Linked DNA regions of Hordeum vulgare: all the other regions are linked to region 2. A link is a contact called in public Hi-C data. All regions are on one chromosome and are shown on one strand. The core of a region is the stretch at or near the end of the contact, and the rest is flanking DNA. Distances in the headings are between cores, read along the strand shown. Region 1 holds the start of LOC123426309 (plastid division protein PDV2). Region 2 has its middle 260 kb from the start of LOC123430097. Region 3 holds the start of LOC123430097.

Region 1 (2,700 bases), core at 39-2,538, 460 kb after region 2:
AACTACTTCACACTTTTGATACCCTTTGGGTTATTGTGCTTAAATGTGTTTATGTCGTTATCTTAAAGTAAGCATTTTGTACAATAAGGTCAGAAGCTCAGGAACATTTTACAGTTTAGTGACCACGAAGCAGAAATTTTCATCTCAGTTGATGATTGTGTTAGCAAAATGACCTTCCTTCTTGTGCATAGGCAAATTCCATACAGTTCTTATCAGTTCATATTCAGAAACGCATAGGCAAATCCATATGATGGAACACCAGCTTTTCCAAAACAAACAAAGGAAAAGAATGCGAGCTTGTGCTGGCCACTGATACTTGCCATAAGCTACAGTAAGCAGAGTGAAATTTTCTCTGTGTATAAACCATGCAGTGTAACATACTCCCTCGGTTCCTAAATATAAGTCTTTCTAGATATTTCACTACGGACTACATACAGAGTAAAATGAGTGAATCCACACTCTAAAGTATGTCTGCGCAATCTTTACATATTTTCTGTCGCAAAACGTGTTTTAATAGAACCTGTACCTTACCCACAATTAGTTAACAAGCAATCCTGTTGCTGACGGAACCACAGAATCCATCTTATACTACCCTTTCTTACTCTACCTAGTCCAATACCAACTGAGGCTGGAATTGGATGCAGCCACCAGCCAACTAACAACTAAGCAGAGCTATTAATCTTTTCCTCTGTCTGTAACATCATGCTAAGCAAGCCTAGATTTGGTTCCTCACGAAAATACAGTAAGACATGGGACAAAAATGCAGTAATTGAACCCCAAACCCACCATATGATCATATAACCTCCAGCTCGTGGCACTAAACAATAACTACAGACACAACAGCAGGCTACCAGAGGAACAATAAAAACCCCATCTTTATCGAATGACCAACCAGGAATACGAACCGGACCTGCAGGGAGGCGAGCTGCCGCTCGAGCGACTCGAGCGCGTCGTTGATGCCTACCAGGCTCCCCACCTCCACCTCCTCTCCGTCCTCCTCTCGGCCGTCGTCCTCCTCCCCGGCGCCCAACCGCGGCGGGGGGCGTGCGGCGGCAGCGCAGGCGGAGATCCTGGAGCGGAGGTCGGAGGCGCGGGCGAGGACGAGGCCTATCTCCTCCTCCCCTTCCATGGCCTTCGCTAGCGGTGCGGGGGATGCAGAACCCTAGCTAAACCCCAACCCGCTGCTGGCGGCGAGCAGTGGTAGCTGCAATCTTGCACTTCGCGGCGAGCCTTGTGTTCGTGGCTGCGAGAGGGACTGACGGAGGCGTATCCGAAGATTTTTGTCTTTTGTTCTCTCTAACAACCTGACTGGAGTACTGGACTTTGGGCCTTGCTGTGCTCAAGTGGGTGGGTTAGTTCTTCTGGTACAGAAGTTGACATGGGCTATGCGCCGACTATTTCTCGCATTAAGCAACACCGTAGGAACTATTGCTGAAGGGTGTACAGTAGTTAAGCCGGCCTATTTGTTGCGCACAGTTAAGCCGCGTTTGGTTTGGTTGTAATTTAATACAGGTGTATTTACTCTCTGGGTGTAATTTACAGGTCAAGAACTATTTACAGCCAGAAACCAAAACAACCACCGAAGATCTGTATATATTTTACAAATGTATTCAGGAGAAAAACGAGAATTCAAACACGGACTTAAATGCAAAACAGATTGAAAATGCGACAAGCAGGGGTCGATCCCCACTGTGCCAATGTCTTCGATGGATAAGTACTAGGCGTGTTGTTTAGTTGAGGCAAATGAAACCGTTTTTCCATCGGTTTTTATGTCTTTTTTCTTTTCGCTTTTTGACAGGGTTTTCTTCATTTCTGTTTGATTTATTTTTTCTTCTCCAACTTTTTTTTTTCATCTTCAGTATATGTCAAAAACATTTTTGTAATACATGTTTAGCATTTTTTCAACACCAATTTAGCATTTTTTATACATATCAAGATTTCTTCTAAAACATTTTTTAAAATATTTATTAACATTTTTGAAATACAAGATTAACACATTTTTTATACATAGTCAATATTTTTTTCTATATAGACTTCTAAACATTTTTAAATTCTTGATTAATACTTTTCAGGTAAAATATTTACATGTTCTTAACACATGATCAACATTTTTGTCTATACACATCTAACATTTAAAAAAAAATTGTTTAACATTTTAAATGCTTCATTAACATTTTTTATACATGATAAAAAAATCATTATTTTTTAAATACATGGTCAACATTTTCTATACAAATTTACCATTATTCAAATTATTTATCAGTATTTCTGAAAAAATAATTGTTTATCATTTGTAATATATGGTCAATATTTTTATACACATTTAACATTTTTTAAATGATTAATTACCATTTTTATATACTTGTTTAATATTTTTTCAATACTTGATTTTATACACACACATATTATATATATATATTATATAAAAAACTTATAATTATTTTAGTAAATGATCAACATTTTTCCTATATATATTTAATATTTTCAAATGCAGGATTGACATTTTCAAAACATTATTTATAGTATATTTTGGTAATATATATCTTTAGAATATTTGGAAGAGTAAACAAAAGTATAAAAGGAAATAAAACAAATAAAAACAGAAACAAAAACGACACTCGCGCCCCACATAATGGGTCGGTCCATACGCTCGCTCGACTCCGAAGCGTTCGGTGAGGTGGAAGTTCATCTAGCTTAACA
Region 2 (2,700 bases), core at 192-2,691:
AACAATCATAATCATAGGGGTTAGACCACAGTAATAATAATAATATGGTCATCCACCACATTTCATGATTAGTCTCATTCTTTCTTTAACTTCCTCCGAAGACCGACACTCAGACCAACACTTGACTAGTCAACCACTCGTCCTTAACCATGGACCCGACTACTCGAACAGTTTTGAGTCTGCAGAGGGTGTACTCTTTACCCACAACCCACGTGTTTCAATAGTCACTCAGACTAATCCTGCATATGGTATTTTAGAAGTAAATACTCAGAACCAGTACACACTCATTTTTTACCCTTGTGAAGTTCGGCTTCACCCCGACTACGCTGGCAGGGAAAAATCATAAGATGGGGAGGCTCCGACCTCGACTAGCATGGGATCAAATTTATACCGCGCGCTATTAGGGAAGGGCCATTCCCTCTCGGTCCCAGACCGAAAACACCCATGCCCCGTGACCGGATGACTGGATTTAGTCCACGGCCATGGATACCTTCATCTCGACCTCTGTACTTGGGGTGTACCTGGTAATAGATTTACGACTTACTAGACCGTATTTCCTTTCGAAAAGATGTGCGACAACACGTAAGGTAAGGTGACACACAGACAAGACTCGATCTACGGTCGACTTAGGAGGTTTAATATTTTTCCTGCAAGGGTTAGTACCACACAATCTTGCTGAAAAGATTATCTCAGGGTTACTACCATCACACACCGACATGCTTTCAGTGACCACTCCTGTCCCACGAGGTGTGAGCCTATGGTCTCATTTCCACCAGACACACCTTACTCCGAGGTTGTCCAAACCAATGTATCATACGAAGTATGAGGCAGTAACCACTCACCACTTGCCGTCCACAAATTTAGCAACAACAATATCCATCACATGATCTTATGCAAGGTATTATTTCATGCGAGATTTTTATTAACATAATCTAAAATCACGCAATATATGCACCACCACAAACATCACGCAACTTTATGTAAATTTGGATTCAAGATGCTTGCCTTTGGAGTTGAGGAGGGTGAGGTGTACCCCAACATCTTGGACTAGGTCTCCTCTCTTCAAAATCCTATTTTGAAAATATTTGAATTAACACAAAAACACAAAACATCACACAAAATTTATTTGAATATTTTTGAAATAAATATGTAAATAAACTAGAGGTAACTAGAAAGAGGTATGAAGAAGAATCAATCCATTTGGAGTTATAAGTAAAAAGTTAGAACCATTTTAAGTTTCTATTTAAATCTGTGTTGAAAATCTAATATAAAAGAAAACGCTTCGGTCTGAATACGCTTCCTAGCACGGAAAACGTATTCATTGAGCCAGCTACAAAAGAATATGCTTTACTCAAACAAAAACGCACCATGAGGGCTGCGCCACTCGAGGCTTGGCTGGCTCGCTCACCGACAAGCAGAGCCCGCCTGTCAGGTCCTCCTTCCTCCTCTTGCGTGCACGGAACAACCTCAGGGGTGAGCTCCGACAGCGCTCGCCGACGCTAGGAGGCTCCGTTCCTGGAGCTGCGCACACCAACATGCTCAGGAGGGAGGGCCCCATCCTCCGGAGGGCAAAGGAATAACCGAGAACCTCAGGTGAGCCTCCTCCCGTCGTGGCGACAGAGAGCTCCGGCAGTGGTGGCTTCGGCCTACGACGGCCATGGCCCGATTTTTGCATCGGGAATGGGTTAGCTAGGTTTTGGGGAGGGTACCAATGATCATGGTGGGTCGACCGGGGTTCGGGGTTTCCGGAATTTAGCGAGAGACGGATGGCGGCGTTGCGGCCAAAGAGAAGCAAGGCGATGGGCTCCGGCCGAATTGAGGGGTGGGGCGATGGCAGCACGCTCCGGGAGGCTGCTGAGATGCTCAGAGGGCTCGTGGATCCCTTATATAGCCGGCTCAAGGCGGGCTCGCAGCAGCTTGCGGATAAGCTTGTCGGCGACCGCAACTACGGTAGCACAGGAGCGGCAGGGGACGACAGACACGACGGGCAGCGAGCACATGATGCAGGGGAGGTGGTCCAGGGGGAGTTGGCTGGCCGGGGTTGCTTGCGCGGTGCGGGCTACTGCTGGTGCAGAAGGACGCCAGCTATCCACCACGGCCATGGCGCTGCCACGGCACTTCTCGCGCAGAGGGGGCAACTACTGGTGAGGGAGGAGTGTTGACGCGGCTCTGCAACAAACCAAAAGGGAAAGGGTGCGTGGACGCGGTGGCTCTGCACACGCGCGTGCAAAACGTGCGCTCTTGGTATGCCTAGAGCACGCATGGCACGTGCTCGACAAAATGCCTGTGCACCCAAAATACTACCAATGCTAGTGAAACCACACAGGGCTAGGCTAGGGGCTAGGAAAAGGTTAGTGGATAAGCTGGTTGGGCCAAGAAAGGAAATTGTCAATGAACTCTCAAACTAATGCCAAATCTCGCTATGCACTACAAGTGTTCGACAAAATGACAACGGTATCTAGTGAGCTCTTCTGGACACCAAAGTTACCAGATCAGAGTCTCCCTAGGTGCTGGTCAGAATGGCAAGGCTAGATAGGCAAAAAGAAAAACTTGCTAATGCAAAGTTTTGAGAAGAACATTCCTGGCCAGAAAGTTGAGGTTAATATCACATGCACTTAAAATCATCCAATGGGGCTCAACTCCTAGAGTTAAAGTTTTGGTAGGGAAAACTACTAGCACTAAAAATCTCATGGAAAGTAG
Region 3 (2,794 bases), core at 295-2,794, 260 kb before region 2:
CGGTTGATGTCGCTTCGATAAATTAGAATTATAACACATATGAGTAAAATCTGCCACTCGTAGGTACTTAAACTTGTACTCCCTCCGTTCCTAAATATAAGTCTTTTAAGATATTTCATTAGAAGTCTACATACGAAGCAAAATAATGGAATCTACACTCTAAAGTATGTCTATATACATCCGTATGTAGTTCATTAATGAAACATTTTTAAAGACTTATATTTAGGAACGGAGGGAGTAATATACACACCATAAGTATGCAAGGCTTGTAAATTAATGATAATAATAATAATTGGAAATTCCACATACCATTTTGAATTATTGCATTTGGTTTCCAATCAGATTGAATTGATTTAAAAACAAAGCTCGAGAATCTATTGACAATAGTTTGTTCCACCTACCAAAATATCTTTGAGGACACATATAATTTGTTTGATCCATTGGTCCAAACATATTTTATTTGTTTTGCTAATGTCAGGGCTTTTTTAATATGTCATATCCTTGCATTTCTGAGGTGAAATAATATGGACGTCAAAGCTCCTTATAAGTTTGTATGGTTCCATCCCCAAATATGTATGTGATCCTCTTGAATTCATGGATAAAATGTTCAATGTTCTCATTAGGAACGAGATAATAATGTGCATTGCTATTTACCCTTTTTATGGCATGATGAATTATTCAGAGGTAATTTTTTTGCACACATTCGCTGCGATTGAGATCCCAGGAAACTCCCCAAGAGCCTCAGCCCAACGACGCCCCCAAAGCCACACGATCTATATCCAAAGAATGGCAATTATTGACAAAAATTGCATTAAAAATAAACAAGCGCCATGTCTTTTTCTTCTAAAAACTAACACCACCCCTAACACTAAAAATGCATCCCGTGCGTTCACAAATGTCATGAGTGTAAGCGGGCTTTTGTTGGGGATTAGCATCATTAATTAGAGGATTCTATGTAGTCTTTATGGCTAAATAAAAACATCAACAATTAAAGGCCATGAATCATCAACTCTTATAGTACCAAGCAAAACCAAATAAGTTTATATAGTACTTCAGTTGGTGAGACTTGGTGTGTAAGATTTCTTGATGAGGAAGGAAACTTGCATGGTAAGTTTGCCCACTTGAGAAGGAAACTTGGAAGTAGCACGCTTGTCTAGCAGCACATGAAACGGAAAATACACTTTGATTTTTGGTTGTATATGCACCCACATGAGGATTTTTTATAATAATAAATGAAAATGTCAAAATAGTTCCAAAGCATTTTTAGATTAAACTTGACTTTGTTTTGCACTAATAACTAAATTTTCAAGAAAAAAATTCAACATTGACTTCTAGACAAAAACCAAAAATTATTTTGCTATTACAGGTCACTATTCACACTATTTTGATCGAAGATTTATCTTTTCTGAAAAGAAGTCAAAGTCTAATTTCGTTTTTGTGAATTATCTGTAAATATAATGGAAGGTCAAATTATTTTCAAAATGTTTAAACATTTTATCAAATTGCTAAATTTATTTTGCATATAGAATGTATATACATCCAGATTTCAAAAGTTTCCATTCCAATAAAGCGCGTCCGTAATACTCTTACTGCACTTTGAGCATAGAGCTATCATAACTACGACGGTTTCACCACATATGCAGGAGTATTCACCACGCACATACGTACACGTCACTCCTCCCACACCACACCAGACCACACCAGATAGCAGCAGTAAAAACAAATTGACTCAAAAAATAGCCGAGAAAAAACAAGAATATCCCGAGTCCAAGCAGTAGCAGACTAGCAATAGCACGCACGCTGGCCCCAGCCAAACGGCAGCCTGTCATGCTCCTCCTTCCCCAAGCTGCTGAACCCCTTCTCCCTCCTCCTCGCCTCTCCCTACCCTATATAAAATCAGGCCTCCCACTCCTCCAACTCCATCACAATCTGAGTCCAAGGCTGAGCATTCCTCCTCTCACATACTCCTGCAGCAACGACAACAATATCATAGTATCATACTACATACAGTTCACAACAACACCAGCTCGACCCTCAAACCTACACCAACACGTGGCGAAAATGGGGCTCTGCATGTCTAGCGGCGGGGCGGCGGCCGCGGTACGCTCCGAGGGGCTGGCCGCCTCGACGGCGATGGTGCTGCTGCCAACGGGGGAGCTGCGCGAGTACCCGCGCCCGGCGACGGCGGCGCGCGCCCTCGAGGACTCCGTGGAGGCAGGAGACGGCTCCGCCGGGTGGTTCCTGTGCGACGCCGACGCGATGGGGTTCGAGGGCCCAGTGGCCGCCGTGCCCGGGGGCGAGGAACTCCGCCCGGGCCAGATCTACTTCGTGCTCCCCGCCGAGGTCAAGAGGAACGGCCTCCGGCGCGAGGACGTGGCCGCTCTCGCCGTCAGGGCGTCCGCGGCGCTCGTCAACAAGGCCAACACCAACGCCTCCGGCAGCGGCGGACGGAGGAAACGCGCCGGCTCTGTTTCGCCGCTCGTGTTCGCCCCGCCGCCGGAGGTGGACGAGACTCTTGCCCACAACTACAAGACCGTGCCGGCGCTGATAGCCAAGAGGCGGCCGGTGGCGCGCGTAAAGAGCGCCGGGAGGATGCAGCCGAGGTTCGCCCCGGACCTGACCGCCATTCCTGAATGCGAGATGAACGAGTGAACCAAGGGATTGGCCGTTCGGTCGTGGCTACAACAAAAATTGCGGGCGAGCTCGATTCTGGAGAAGCTCCGGCAGTTCTGGAACCAGCGGGAACAGAACATCAGCGGACGACAAAGCGGAAAGCCGTCAGATCCGTATCGGA

What was found. A called contact is a pair of places that touch in the nucleus more often than the background predicts.
Region 1: a Hi-C map of seedling shows a contact between it and region 2, with 2.6 times the contacts expected there. The contact joins the promoter of LOC123426309 here to the enhancer-like site in region 2. A contact is called at or near these places in 3 of 6 Hi-C or Micro-C datasets (leaf and seedling).
Region 3: a Hi-C map of leaf shows a contact between it and region 2, with 2.0 times the contacts expected there. The contact joins the promoter of LOC123430097 here to the enhancer-like site in region 2. A contact is called at or near these places in 2 of 6 Hi-C or Micro-C datasets (leaf and seedling).

The regions. Positions count from the first base shown.
Region 1 is chr2H:368,651,785-368,654,484 of MorexV3_pseudomolecules_assembly, reverse strand. It overlaps LOC123426309 (plastid division protein PDV2), which reads right to left and starts at 1,288. Exons shown (of 2, transcript XM_045110120.1): 1 at 911-1,288. The coding sequence starts at 1,129.
Region 2 is chr2H:369,107,587-369,110,286 of MorexV3_pseudomolecules_assembly, reverse strand. No RefSeq gene overlaps it. Among protein-coding and RNA genes, the nearest start is that of LOC123430097, 260 kb to the left of the region's middle. Within about 2 kb of position 1,441, at least 3 of the 3 cell types and tissues checked have open chromatin away from gene starts, as enhancers often do. A contact at or near this core is called in leaf and seedling, where this site is marked.
Region 3 is chr2H:369,363,896-369,366,689 of MorexV3_pseudomolecules_assembly, reverse strand. It overlaps LOC123430097, which reads left to right and starts at 1,544. Exons shown (of 1, transcript XM_045114010.1): 1 at 1,544-2,794. The coding sequence starts at 1,828. The coding sequence ends at 2,652.